Regions from separate parts of the Mus musculus genome. Here region 2 is linked to region 1. Evidence: chromatin contacts called from public capture Hi-C data. All regions are on one chromosome and are shown on one strand. The core of a region is the stretch at or near the end of the contact, and the rest is flanking DNA. Distances in the headings are between cores, read along the strand shown. Region 1 overlaps Tmem117 (transmembrane protein 117). Region 2 overlaps Dbx2 (developing brain homeobox 2).

The links. Capture Hi-C pulls out chosen DNA fragments and counts their contacts.
Region 2: a contact with region 1 is called in a capture Hi-C map of embryonic tail, with 5 times the contacts expected there. The contact joins two enhancer-like sites. A contact is called at or near these places in 4 of 39 promoter capture datasets (cranial neural crest, embryonic stem cells, hippocampal neurons and 1 more), 2 of 115 datasets of contacts at active chromatin or transcription factors (astrocytes and embryonic stem cells) and 1 of 9 other capture datasets (embryonic tail).

The regions. Positions count from the first base shown.
Region 1 is chr15:94,808,766-94,816,206 of GRCm38.p6, forward strand. All of the region lies in intron 3 of Tmem117 (transmembrane protein 117), which reads left to right. Among named protein-coding and RNA genes, the nearest start is that of Gm31007, 83 kb to the right of the region's middle. Within about 2 kb of position 2,961, at least 19 of the 459 cell types and tissues checked have an H3K27ac peak or open chromatin away from gene starts, as enhancers often do. A contact at or near this core is called in embryonic tail, where this site is marked.
Region 2 is chr15:95,635,533-95,642,973 of GRCm38.p6, forward strand. It overlaps Dbx2 (developing brain homeobox 2), which reads right to left. Exons shown (of 4, transcript NM_207533.2): 2 at 5,107-5,202. Among named protein-coding and RNA genes, the nearest start is that of Gm31690, 15 kb to the right of the region's middle. RefSeq lists an enhancer at 3,212-5,917. Within about 2 kb of position 4,084, at least 25 of the 459 cell types and tissues checked have an H3K27ac peak or open chromatin away from gene starts, as enhancers often do. A contact at or near this core is called in embryonic tail, where this site is marked.

The sequences.
Region 1 (7,441 bases), core at 1,711-4,210:
ACAAAAACAACAACAACAACAAAAACCCTGAGAATGCATTAGTTTTTACATGAAACCTAGTGTGATGGTTTGAATCGGTATGGCCCCCATAGATTCATTTGTTTGGCTCATAGGAGTGGCACTATTAGGAGGTGTGGCCTTATTGGAATAGGTGTGGCCTTGTTGGAGGAGGTGTGTCACTGTGAAGGTGGGCTTTAAAGTGTCCTATGCTCAAGGTATGTCCAGACTCAGTCCCCTTCTGCTTCCTTTGGATCGAGATGTAGAAGACTCTCAGCTCCTACAGTACCATGAGTGTCTGTCTGTGTGCCACCTTGTTTTTTGCCATGATCATGGACTAAGTCTCTGAAACTGTACCTCGCCCCCAATGAAAGACTTTCCTTTATGAGAGTTGCTCGTGGATACTCCATTCCTCCTTAGAACAGGGAACAAAATACCCATGGAAGGAGTTACAGAGACAAAGTTTGGAGCTAAGACGAAAGGACGGACTACCCAGAGACTACCCTACCTCGGGATCCATCCCATAATCAGCCACCAAACCCAGACACTATTGCCTATGCCAGAAAGATTTTGCTGAAGGGACCTTGTTATAGCGATCTCATATGAGGCTATGCCAGTGCCTGGCAAACACAGAAGTGGATGCTCACAGTCATCTATAAGATGGAACACAGGGCCCCCAATGGAGAAGCTAGAGAAAGTACCCAAGGAGCTGAAGGGGTCTGCAACTCTATAGGTGGCACAACAATATGAACTAACCAGTACCCCGGAGCTCATATCTCTAGCTGCATATGTAGCAGAAGATGGCCTAGTTGGCCATCATTGGGAAGAGAGGCCCCTTGGTATTGCAAACTTTATATGCCCCAGTACAGGGGAACGCCAGGGCCAAGAAGCGGGAGTGGGTGGGTAGGGGAGCAGGGCGGAGGGAGGGTATAGGGAACTTTCGGGATAGCATTTGAAATGTATATAAAGAAAATATCTAATAAAAAAAAAAGAGTTGCTGTGATCATGGTGTCTCTTCACAGCAACGAAACCCCAACTAAGACACAGAGCGTGGTCAGAGATGTAGGAGGGCTCTCCTGCATGCTTTCTATTACTGCCATGAATACCAGGACCAAAACAATTTGGGAAGGAAAGGGTTTATTTTATCTTACAGCTTACAATCCAGCATGAAAGGAAGGAAGGGCAGGAACTCAGGGGAGGAACCTAGGGTGGGAACTGAAGCAGAGGCCATGAGGGAGTGTTGCTCACTGGCTTGCTCTCCATGGCTTCCTCAGATTCTCGCTTTCTTATACACCCCTGGCACACTTGCCCATGAGTGTTACTGCCCACAGGGCATTGGGCGCTCTGTATTAATCATTTACCAATAGAACGCCTCGCAGACTTGTTCTCAGGGGCGTCTAATGGAAACAAACCGTCAGCTGACGGCCCTTCTCTGATGATTCCCACTTGAGTCAAGCTGAGAAACCACCAAACAGGAAACCAGCACATGGATCAATAATCATATTAATTATAGACAAGTGGAGGGAGCTAGGGCTGGGCAGCGCAGCAGGCAGACATACTGAGGACAGCCCCAGGCCTCACTGAGAAGTCAACCTCTGGGAAATCCTGCATGCAGTTGAGGTGAGGGGGACTGCTTTGGGGTAAGACAAGTGCAGAAGTCCAGACCAATGAGCTTACTGTGACTGGTAGATTAAATAGAGGCAGATTAAGGAGACCCGGAGGTTCACAAGCCGCAGATCGATTCTGGCTGTAGGCCCACTTTGGATGAAGAGGGAAGTCATTGGGGTATTTGCCAACAGAGAAATCTGACTGATGCTTTAAAAGGGTCGTTCCCGTCTCCTTTTTTTTCCTTGGGAATACATTTGGCTGCAGTCCACAGGATACCTGCCTGATGGGAACTTAAACAAATCAGGCCTTCTCCTTTCATGGTTTCCATTGCTGTGGGAGGGTTTGAGAATTGTTTCAACTTTTCTGTGCTGTATCGGAATGGTTGCTTTTCCTGCATCCTCCTTCGCAAGCTGTAACTTGTTACCTTGTTACTTTGTCTCGTTATTGCATAATGGCCGCTCTAGCTCCAGATCCCATGTGCCTGCTCAAAACAGAAGGAAAGAAGGAAAGACAGCTGTAAATAGGCTTTTCTCAGAAACGTTCACCTGAGTGCTCCAGGATATCCTTAGTTGTTAAGTCGAAGGGTCTGCATTCTTAGTTCCTATGAAAGCATGAGAAAGGCATAAAGGGCACTGGGGAGTTGTGCTAGACTGTCAGACTCTAGTGCCTAGTGTTCTTGATTCTCACATCCTGTTGGTTACCACACCAACGTATACTCCATCACATACATACACAGCATGCACAACACCCCTCCCTGCTCACATGCATGCATACACGTATACATACATACCACATGCATATGTGCACACACATGAATTCACACATACACACATACATACCGCATGAAAACACATGTACATACCACATGCATGTGTACACAAACATGCATGCACACATATGCATATTCATACATATTCACATGTACACACACATACATACCACATATAACACCCCCTCACATGCATGCATGCATACACACACATACACACATAAATACCACATGAAAACACACATACATACCACATTCATGTGTACAGATTTGCATGCAGACATATACATATTCATACCACATGTGCACACGCACACACACATACACACACACACACACACACACACACACACACACACACGTTCCTGGACTTCACTTTTCCAGGCTTGTTGATACATTGATTGTCTCATTTGCATACAGTAATTGATCCTCTGGGGAGGGCCAAGAGGGGATGTTCAGTTCCATTTTTGAGAACAGAAAGTAGCCAAGGCCCCACAGTGAGTGGCTCGCAGATGTCAGTAACAGAGTCAGGACGCAGCAGATGCTGTGGGTTCTCACCACATCTGGGACCTGACTCTGGAATCCTGCAGAAGGGAGCATGGCCATCTGCTTCCAGCTTCAGCACAGAAGATGGGCGGGAGGGACCCCTCCTCTCTTTGAGGCTTACAGACCATGATTTCTTTATGGCTTCCTTATGGCTGCCCCAGAGCTGAGCTCCTCAGGGGGAGTTTCGGAGGCCGAGGCACAATAATACATTCTGTTGAGGTGGCAGGTTCATCTTCTGGCCTGTGTGCAATGCAGAAAAAGACATGCTGGGAATTCACGGGCAGACTCTGAAAGGTCTCATCATCTTTACAGAGACATGTAGTGGCATCACTGATGTCTCTCTGTAAAGAAAATGCATTTTCATTAGCTTTGCAAATTGCAGTTCTTACATCAAAATAACAATTGCCTTTTGTCTTTTGCCAAACCTGTGGTTTTCAACAGAAGATTTTTGTACAGTCTAGGGTTCCTGAGTTGTTCTGCGAAGCAGAGCGGCCGTTGTGCTATGACAGACCTGGTATTTGTGTGCTGGTCTGTATGCACAGCTGGGAGCTGCTGGGCTGCTCTCAGATCCATCTTCTGCCCAGGTGTGTGCTCACCCTTCCCTTGCAGATGACAGATGCTGTTTTATCCAAGAGGCCTTGGGACTGCAATAATTAATGACCCAAGGCTCCAACTTGGCAAAGAAAGGGAACAGCAATGCCTTAGATTGGGGCATGAAGAATGCAGGTGTATCCAAATGATGAGGAGCGGAATTTTTCACTTATTTATGACGGGAAAAATGCAAACTACATTTAATCCTTACAAGACATACCACATACCATTTGTCATGTTGTGTTTTACAGATACATTGAAGTTTAAGAGATTATTAAATTAGGTAACAGCTACAGTCAGGAGTCATCCAGAGCTTGAGACCTAGCAGCAGGTGTCTTTTGTTACTTTACTTGGTGTCAGCTATCTGTAGCACCCTGGATGGGCTGGCAAATGCTAGGGGAAAATTAGGCAGGAGATGAGATTATACAGACGCTTTGGGACTGGATTCATAGACAAGTGACAGCAGATCTCTCTTGTACAGCCTTTACTCCAGCCTGTCTCAAGTACGGGCATGCTGCTAGAGCCAGGTGCATGGGTCAGAGAGGAAGGCGTCTACACTTCACACACAGACACTTGAGTGGGGATCCCCAGCATCCACATACCTCGTCTGGGCATGGTAATCTTGTAATCCCTGCACAGGAGGCAGAGACAGGATCTCCAGAGCAAGATGGCTAATTATACAAGCTGATATGTGACCCTTTAAAATAAAGTGGAGTGCAGTACAGGAAATAGGCAGGGTCAGCCTCTGGTTTCTATATATATGCACACGTATATACATCCCACATATGCCTACACAGGTAAACATGAACACATATACACAGACAGACATACTCACAGACACATACAGAGACACACACATCATGGTCACACATATACACACACAGACACACATACAAACACAACACATACATGCATAGACATGCGCACACACACACATACATAGACATATACATAGACACACACAGACACACACATATACACAGACACAGACACATACAGACAGACACACACATACACATAGACACACGCAGGCAGACAGACACAGAGAAGCACACACACACACACACACTGGTTCTTGGATTTCAGTGAGCTGTTAGGCTGGATGGAGAAAAGTTTGGGACCCTGCATTGCACTAAGTCTCTAGACCTGTTTTCCATAAGTGACAGTTCTGAGTAATATGCTCAGAATTGACATGCTGTATGTAGCCAGAATAACAGCGAGTATTCAGGAGGCTCCTGGCTTCTTGGCCGGTTACAGGGAGAGACATCAATGCCCTCCGTACAGTCACAGCAGAGCAGAGGGCTCTTGATGGATACTTTCTCCATTTATTCTAATTTGGTGTTGAGAAATTAGCAATGGCCCCTGAGAAGTTGCCAGTGCATTCCAAATAACGTTGGAGAAACAGAAACCTTCACCCTGGAAGCACATGACATGTGTTATCCCCACCTTCTCTTTATGTTGGTTCTTTAACTTTTTATTTCAGTCATCCAGCCAGACACAATAGAAATGGTTCTCTGCCGATGCTGAAAACACTGCTCCCATGACTAAGATTGGGCATTCCTTCCCATTGCTCTTTCCTCCTGATCCCTGCCTGGAGGGATGCTGGCTTCTGTCTTTGGCCTTTCTCACATGCACCAACTATTTTTGGGTTCTGAGTTCTTCTAGTCAGAGTTCTTGCCTCTCTGGCCAAATCCTTTTGGATCTATATCAAGGTCAAACATTTTGATCTCATGGAGTTCATGTAACCCTGTGTGGGGCTCAGGCTGTTGACCTCACATGCCTCAAAGAAGTTACCAGAAGAAAGGGCACTAATTAAGTCTTTGTGAATCAATCATTGTAATCAGCATGTAAAGTGGAAACTTAGTTTCTTTGGAAAGTCAGTTATGTCAAAGAATGTTTTGCTTGGATCGGACACAGGTGGAGGGATGTTTTGCTAAAGCAAGCCCATGAAAGGAACGTGATGAAGGATTCTTCAACAAGGACATGCATGTGTTCCTTCACCTTGCATTGTGTAGCTGAGCTCTGTTTGTCTTGACTCAACTGAGAGAAATGCACCAAAAACTTGTGGTGATGTTCCGGAGGCTTCGTGCTGCTTTTGTAGACTGGGGCTGATTGGCTGAGTGATGTCACGTGATACAGACTCAAAAGGAGTTCTGTTAAGAGAGACTCGGGGGCTGAGGGAAGGCTGAGGGAAGGCTGAGGGAAGGCTGAGGGAAGGCTGAGGGAAGGCAAGACTGATGGAGGATGAGTGATGTTTGGAGGGAGTATAAATAGGATTAAACGAACAGTGATGGGGGTTGTGCATAGCTAGCTTTGCCACATATGCTTTGTCTTATGTCTTGTCTATACTTCGTTGAGAAAGGCACAGCAAAGAACTTCTCCTGGAGTCCCTGTTGGTCCTGGTCCCTCCTGCTGAGTCATGCTGATTTGTGGCTGTGGCTGTTTCTGCTGGCTCTTGCCACTGTTGCTGATTCATGTTTGCTATCCTGACACTACCGAACGGGACTGGTGGTGTGCCGTGAAGTGTCTGTAAATGGATCGAGCTGCAGCGGCTGATTTCTGTGAACTGAACTGCTGATTTCCTGACCACACAGATGGGAGTTGCTCCAAAGAACAATTTCCACACAGGTCCACTCCCCCCGCCCCGTATCCTAATAACTTTTCTTTTCCACTCCCTCTGGTGGGTGCTGGGTTAGAAGGGAGGTTGAAGCATTTAAGAACCCATATTAAAAGTAGGTTTTGAAAGAAAATCTAAGCTCCCAACCATGTTTCCTGTTTGATTTGGCAAAGCAACCGTATTAGATACTTTACAGACTGGTGGGAAAGCGTCTGTGAAAAGCAACAGAGAGAAGGAAAGACTTGTGATGATTCTCAGAGGGTGCAGTCCGCCATAGCGGGTCGTCATGGCAGCGGGACTGGAAGCAGCTGCTCACGTTGCATCTTTAGTCAGGAAGCAGAGCTCTCTGGATGTGGCCTGGAGTCCACTTTCTCCTCAGCCTATGGGTTAGAACTGCTCTCATTTGGCAACATCTTCAGCCTCACGTAGACACTCCTTCTCAGGCATTCCCTGAGGCTTATCCATCCCCTCAGTGACTTCATCCCCTCAAGTTAAGAATGAACAGTAACTATGACAGCCACCAATAAGAAGACTCTTATTAAAGTAAAGAGGTTCCTTTTATTTTTGTTGTTAGAGTTGGCATTCTGTTCTTGTGGCTGTCTTCTTTTTGGTTTGTTGAGGGATTACTTTCTTGCTTGTTCTAGGGCGTGATTTCCGTCCTTGTATTGCTTCTTTTCTGTTATTATCCTTTGAAGGGCTGGATTCGTGGAAAGATATTGTGTGAATTTGGATTTGTCGTGGAATACTTTGGTTTCTCCATCTATGGTAATTGAGAGTTTGGCTGGGTATAGTAGCCTGGGCTGGCATTTGTGTTCTCTTAGTGTCTGTATAACATCTGTCCAGGCTCTTCTGGCTTTCATAGTCTCTGGTGAAAAGTCTGGTGTAATTCTGATAGGCCTTCCTTTATATGTTACTTGACCTTTCTCCCTTACTGCTTTTAATATTCTATCTTTATTTAGTGCATTTGTTGTTCTGATTATTATGTGTCGGGAGGAATTTCTTTTCTGGTCCAGTCTATTTGGAGTTCTGTAGGCTTCTTGTATGATCATGGGCATTTCTTTATTTATGTTTGGGAAGTTTTCTTCAATTATTTTGTTGAAGATATTAGCTGGCCCTTTAAGTTGAAAATCTTCATTCTCATCAATTCCTATTATCCGTAGGTTTGGTCTTCTCATTGTGTCCTGGATTACCTGGATGTTTTGAGTTAGGATCCTTTTGCATTTTGTATTTTCAGTGGATCAAGGAACTTCACATAAAACCAGAGACACTGAAACTTATAGAGGAGAAAGTGGGGAAAAGCCTTGAAGATATGG
Region 2 (7,441 bases), core at 2,834-5,333, 830 kb after region 1:
AGACAGCTTCAGACTCTCAAGGATTCTTTCAGGATAACTCAGACTGGAGGCTACCAACAGCCCTTGGAGGGTGAAAGCTCTCTCACCCTTTCAATTAACTCAGTAGCTTCTCAGAGCTGGGGAGAGAGAAGCAATTTGCTTGATCCAGGCCTCTCCAACAGGCCAGCTAAAATACCACTAGCTTCTGTTGCGTGTTTCTTCAGATTTCACTATTTACATCTGAAGTCTGTCTCCTGATGCCAGTTCTCCTTTGCTGAGGAGGATAGGAGTAACTGTAAAGGTCCTTCACTCTCTGACTTCCTTTTAGCTTGGGTTTTACCTGAGTGTCTTCTATTCAATGTGCCTAACCCAGAATTGGTCCTGTCCAAAAAAAAAAAAAAAGACAGGGACAAAAATGGAACAGAGACTGAAGGAAAGGCCATCCAGAGACTGCCCCACCTAGGGATTCATCCCATCTGCAGCCGCCGAATCCTCACACTATTGCTGATGCTAAGAAGTGCTTGCTGATAGGAGCCTAGTATGGTTGTTCCCTGAGAGGTTCTACCAACACCTGACCAATACAGGTGCAGATGCTCACAGACAACCATCAGGCTGAGCCCAAGAACCCCAATGGAAAAGTTAGAGGAAGGACTGAAGGAGCTGAATTTGAAGGTGGTTGAAACCCCATAGAAAGAACAATATTAACTAACTGAACCAACCCAGAGCTCCCAGGCTCTAAATCACCAAACAAAGAGTATCCACAGAGGGAGCCATGGCCCCAGATACACATGTAGCAGAGGATGGCCTTCTTTTGACACCAATGGGAGAAGAGGCCCTTGGTCCTGTGGAGGCTTGATGCCCCAGCATAGGGAGATGCTAGAGCAGCGGGGTAGGAGTGGGTGGGTGGGTAAAGGAGCTCCCTCATAGATGCAAAGGGGAGGAAGGAGGGAGAATGGCATGGGAGTCTCTGGAGGGGTAACTGGGAAGAGGAGTCTAGTAGGAATGGAATCTCCTCTTCTGCACAGCTTGTGGCTAAAGCACACCTCATAAGCCGGTGATGCTCTGCACACACAGAGATGGCATTACACGTTTTTCACATTCTGTCCTATCTAGTCTGTCCTACCCTCTTCTATTCTGTAATTCAAAACTCTTTTAGGGAACCAAGAGATTTTTATAAGCAGTCCTATATTTGATGTCATGGGATACCTGGGGAATGAGTTATAGAAAAGAAGCCTGCAGACCTGGGAGGTCCCCACCGTTACCATCTGGGCTGGATGCTCAGGCAGAAAAGAAAAAAGAAAAACCTGAGCCTTAGGAATGAGACTCTGCTTCTGCCTCTGCCTCTCTAGAGCTTTGAATGGAGCCGTCAACTGGGAAAGCCTATTGTGTCCAGTCTCTGAATCTTCCAAGATTCTTCTTGGTTGACTGGAGGTCATTCGTCTCTGCGACACCACTCCGTCACTTTTGAGAAGTCAATACCTATATTCAAATGAGCTACAGAGTCAATGATTATCTTCTAAGCAATATAATCAGACTTCTTTCTAAATTCAAAAAACAAAAACAAAAATGTGTCCCTCCAAAGATCTTAGAATGGTTAAATTAAATCTCTCTGCATACTAAATATTTTATATCTGCTTGGGTATATGTGACAGGAATTTCATTCGGCCTTTACTAGGTTTCCACAGCTCTGGCCAGTTTTCCCAGACTACCCATCACTCAAGCTCAGAGCAGTAAAGCCAACTCTCAAGTCAGATGGCACCGCTATTAATCAGTGCATTACCCGTCTGGGAAAGTGAGATCCACAGAGCAGATCTGAATTTACCCAGCAAAACTAATGCCCCTGCCTGCCACTGTCCACAAAATGCTATACTCACACTTAGGGAGCTACAATGCTCTTTTAAGTTTTAACAAAGAAGAAAAAGGGACAACGCTGAGCTGGAAACGTCAAAAGCAAATGCCTCTTCAGGGAAAGGCAGAGCCATTTGCCCTGGTGGGGAGTTTCCTCCACTCAGACTTACATAAAGTTGGTTTCAAATCCAAGTTCTGTCTTCTAGGGCATAAACTTCTTGAAAGGTCAAGTTGGGTACTCGGAGACAAATGAAATAATCATCTAATTAACTCAATTTGCTTGCCTACCTAATTAAGACTTCATTTTTTTGAGGTGGATTTTTTTAAAGTCATTATCTACATCATTTGCACAAGTTTCCCTTTCATTTTAGCTGGGGAATGTGTTCTTTTTGAAAATGAGTTTATGAGTGTAATATCAAAGGTTTTTTTTTTTTTCCATGCAATGCTTTAGGGGAGGGACCACCTTTTATGGGTGCCTTTCGATTTTTTTTTCTCTACTGTTCTCCGTGTCTTGTTAAAGTGTTTACTGCATGTGAGAAGGACATTGAGCGAACAATGGCTTCCACATTTGCAACAGGGAGTCAGCCCTAAATCTGAGGGGTCAGGAAAACTCCAATCGAAGATGTTAAGCAATCACATCGCACTGGGAGTGGAAGCAGCACTTCCCTTGCCCTGCTCCAGATGTGCTGAGCTGATCCTGTGCTCTGGGAAAGAGCAGAGTCAACCTTCTGAGGCAAGAATGGTAGCCATCAGCTTCGTCGCTTGGTCAAAGTTTTAGCTCTCATCCCTACTTTTGGCTGTTCAAGTGGAAACTTAACACAAGCTTACTTGAACAGTTCATTTTCTCTCTTTCTCTCTCTCTCTCTCTTTTTTTCTGCAATGGAAAATAATTTAGTGACTTGGATATAAACACTTATTATTTTTTTTAAAAAAAGAAAGTCTAGTAAATTCCTTGAGCTTTTTCTTTTCTTTTCTCTCTCTTTTTTTTTTTTTTTTAATGCTGCAAATGTAAAGCTCATTAGCCACACCCTGGTTAACCCAGTTGTTTCTAGAGAATTCTTTACGGACATCAAGAGAGCACCGTATTACTAGTTGCTGCCAATGTGAATGAACATTATAAATAGGAAAATAAGACATTCATCTCGGAGTTATAAGTAATAATGGGACACGGCGCCATTTATTAAAAACACATGTGGGTTCTCTAAATGGTCTTCGATGGCCAACATTCGGAGGGCAGACAAGTCAAGGGCAGTATATTCTATCGTTGATCTGAACCACACTGATCTTTCAAGCCAAGTGGTTCCCCGCCCCCACCCCAAGATAAACATGGGGCTTGGAGCCCTGAGGGATGAGTGTCATTTACCACAGCTCTGCAGAGGGCACTGGGTGTGAAGGGCTGAGAAATAATGAGAAAAAACACAACCTTCTTAAAATAATCATTGGCGCTCTTGGGAAGATGACGGGCTCTAGTAAACCTCCCCAGTGCGTTTTTTTCCTTATTCATTAAACTGGCCCAAACGTTTATGGGTTAGAGACTCTTAAAACACTGCTTTAAAATAAATACACTGCACCGCCATGTATACCCACATGCCTGAGCATCCTTCTGACATGAACCAGTTCCACACGCCCTGAGCTGTAGCACTAGCAACCTGCTAAAGTAAACCGATATCAAGATGAAGCAAGTGCACTTAAGTGTGAGACCTCTTCAATAGATGGAGGTGCCACTGGGATGAGGTTTAAGCGTCTGGGTTTAAACACCATCTTCTCCAGACATCTTTGCCCGACACCCCTCTCTCTGATGATAAATGGTGCCTTGATTCGCACAAGTTTCCAATTGCCCTCATAGAGGACCACCTTGAAGGAGTGAGGAAAAGGTTTAGTCATGGTTTCTATTTCACTATTCAAATGCAATACATTCTAGTTAAATCGGCAATTAATAGGTCACCGCCAAAATAGCCGTGTATCGGTCCTGGTTAATACACAATCCCCATAGTTGATAATGGGCCCTTGTGTATTCAGCGAGTCCCTATATACACTCAGCTCAGCCACTAAAATCCCCTTTCAGGTGGACAGGGCTATATGGGAAGATGAGCTAGAACGAGTCTATAAAAGTCAGCTCTATTCACTGTTTTATTTTTCAGCCAAGGGCTTTAAATGGCGTCCAGAAACTCACTCGGAATGTGAAGCAGGAGAAAAGACTGACACACAGAGCCTGGCTTTATGACCACACAAAAGGACAAATGACCCTTGCCCAAGCCCTCTCGCTGTGAAACGGTCCCTAAAGTTCATCTGCAGAGTGAAAAATTGTGGTGAGGTCGCGTGTGGATGAGTCCAGCGAAAGTGAGCATTGGTCATGGGTCTGTCGCCCATTGTAGCCACGTCGCAGGCGTGTAAAGGGCTCTGTGGGAAAGTATCGGCCTCCTAAAGAGAAACTCAGAAGGCTGCAGCTCATTAAACAGCAACATTTGCTGCTTCGCTTGTCCAGAGTCATTCTGTGGGGAAACGGCTCCCCTTGAAACTTCCATGAAGCACACGAACACATACGGGGCCATGGGGCCTGAAACCCACTGTGCGGCTGGGACTGGGGACTCACACTCACTTCTCCACTCTCACCTGTCATGGCTGTGTACCTGTGCAAGTGCCTTCTCCTGCCCCCGACCCCGACCCCCGCCTGACTCTCTCTATGGCTCATCCTCTGCCTGTTGATTTTACTGACACACCAAGACACCTGTGTGCATGAGAAAGTGTGGACACCATGATGCTCCGTTCAGTTTCTCCTTTCCCAGACACAAAAGAAGTTTGCTTTTAGAGCATTTAGAGAACCCTGCCCTGAAAATATTTACCCCCTTTTATGATCCCGAGTTTCTAATTATTTTCTAGACCTGTGACTTTTTAGTCACTTTAAGCCAAATGGAAACACCACACAGCGCCCTCTGTTTGCCCGCTTTCCTCTTCTTCCCTTCTTAAACGGAGTGTGGCTGCAGGGTTCAGAAAGTGTCAAACTGGTCCCTCTGAGGTCTGTTATATCAAATGGAAAACAGGCCCTTGCCTTGGCGCGTCAGCTCCTGGCTCAGTGTGGCCCGAAAACCAGCTCACAATCGCTCACTGTGCCTAGGTTTGATAATCTCTGCAAACCTCCTGAATGGGGTCGCTGTGATTTTTAGTGAGGAATTAGCTCCTTGCCGGTGCACTGCCAATTAGCTTCCCTGAGCACATTAAATCCTGCTGCTTTGGTTTACAGAATAGCTGAGGCATAGCCGATGAAGCATTAAAACTTACTTGAAAAAGCTGTGGGGGATGCTGGGCGCCTGCAGGACCCACCGCAGCATGCAGAGTAGAATGGCGGGGCGCTCAGAAGAAAGGGTTTGGAAGGCACTGCAGAGAAAGCATTGATCCCATTGATTAACCGTTTCTTTTACACAACATTCAAAACTCCAGCCCCCCCCAGCCCCACCCCCCAGTGAAGGCACCCCATTGCAGAACCTTCCTTCCCCTCCATTCTAACTCTTTACCGAAATTAAAGTCATTTTAAAGTGTCAAAGTTCTTGCCAAGTACTCTCCTCGGGATTTGGAAGATGTGGTGGAAAGACTCAAGCCGGCGTGGATGTAATTACAACTAATGAATAGCGACTGTGCTTTTACACAAGGAACACTAGGGTAACAGTATGCAATCAATATCTGCAATGATGGACGAGCCCTCTGCATCTGCCCTGGCCAACATGGCAGCTTCTGACCAAAGGCGATTGCCAAGCTCAAAGATGGCTAGCTTGAGTAGGTACTAAATCTCCAGACCAAATTAATTTAAACTTAAAGAGGCTCTTGTGGCTAAGGATTACAATAGTAAATGGCATGGTTCTAAACATTCTACTTACCAAGAAGCAATTTTAAATGTCTGGTTGTTTTGAAGAGATTGTATCATCTTCAGGGCTCATTTTCAGGTTCTAGGAAAGATGTGGCTAGCTGGATTCTCAGGGTGCTAAGAGCGGATTTACTGAACAGCTCCATGGTAAGAGAGCTGTTTTTGACCCCAGCCGCGTGTCTTAAAGCGTGTACAAACAATCCCACCGCCTCTCAAGGCAAACCTGGTTGCCAGGAAGCATGTTTACCCGGTAGGGAGTCAGCCCTTAATTCTCTTCTGCTCAGTTTATTCAAACACAGGATTCATAACGGAATGGAATCTTCATGCATGGGAAGGAGACTAATTGGGGCATCTAAATAATAATGGCGTTTTTATTATTGCTGTATGTTATTCTGATGTCTTTACACCATATCACAGAGACAACAATCATTTTACTTAAATATAATTTCAGAAAAGTTTTGATCTCTGCTCCTCACTCCGTAGAAACACAACTCTAAAGACTACCATGGACTCTCATAGACTGTTGTTATTAATGAGTGCCAGGCCTGGTTGAATGCTTCGACATACCATCTTCTTTAATAAAATGCATTAGTACAGCATAAATAAAGGTCGTCATGCCAGACAGTGGGCACCTGCTTTTACCCTGACACCCATGGCAGCATTACCTAACATACTGTAGTCAGATTTTTAATAATCGGATAAATGGTCTTTGAAATGAAGAACAGGAAGGGAACAGGGATAAGACATTCACCGAGTCCTCCGCTCCAGGACACCCTCAAATATGGAATCTTTTGAGACTGATGACCTCAAAATCTAAATCTCAACCTGAAAATATTTTTACTATCTTCTCTTTTCTTCATGCGGCAACATCTCTGCTCTTCTTGATCACACTAGATAATCTCATTCTGATATGCCTACATGCCTGCTTAGAGAACATGATATTTTCAGACTTGTACTTTTAAACCAAAAAGCAAGTCGTTATTTTAACCAATGTCTTTAAAAGTTATCATAAAGCTAATAGATTTCCCAAGAGGAATATTTATGGTATTTGTAGACTCCCAGAGGCCTCAAAATTGTAAACTAGCTAAAAATCCAGTATCTTTCCCCCATCACATAATGTGGAAGTGTCAATATTATTGTGCTTATTTATTTAATGTTTGAATTTCTATAAAAGATAAAGTGTTTTAATGCTGTTTTGAAAATTGGTAACTGGTCAAGGAGAAGAAAGGACACATTAGTTTTGTTTTCCAAAATAAACAGCTTTATTACTAGTGTTGACCGTAAAAACCATCAAAGAAATGATCATTTTATTTGGATTATACATTTTATAAAAGTAGTCCATGAAATTCTAACAGTGTGGTCACCTAAACTAGATCTGCATAATGTCACCAGTTGACATTCCAACATACATGGGAAAAAAATAATCTCACAAGGCCCCACCCCCAGGTGAAGGACTACAAGCAAATGTCAACCACTAGGAGAGGGAAACGCAGTCTTCTTGGGGGTGAGCTGCCTGATACGGTGTCCAATCCCAATGGTCAGCCTTAAACACCACGGGGACGCAGCATACCTACGTTAGGGAGAGGTGCTGAGGTTGGGAGATAGTAGGAGGATGTGGGGGTGGTTGAAGGCAGAGAATATGGACTGGAAATAATATAAACACAGCATCCTTGTATGAAATTCTCAAAAAAATTAAAGAACAGTATGATCTTTTAAAGACTACATCTCCATTACTACTATGGACATATAAGGTTG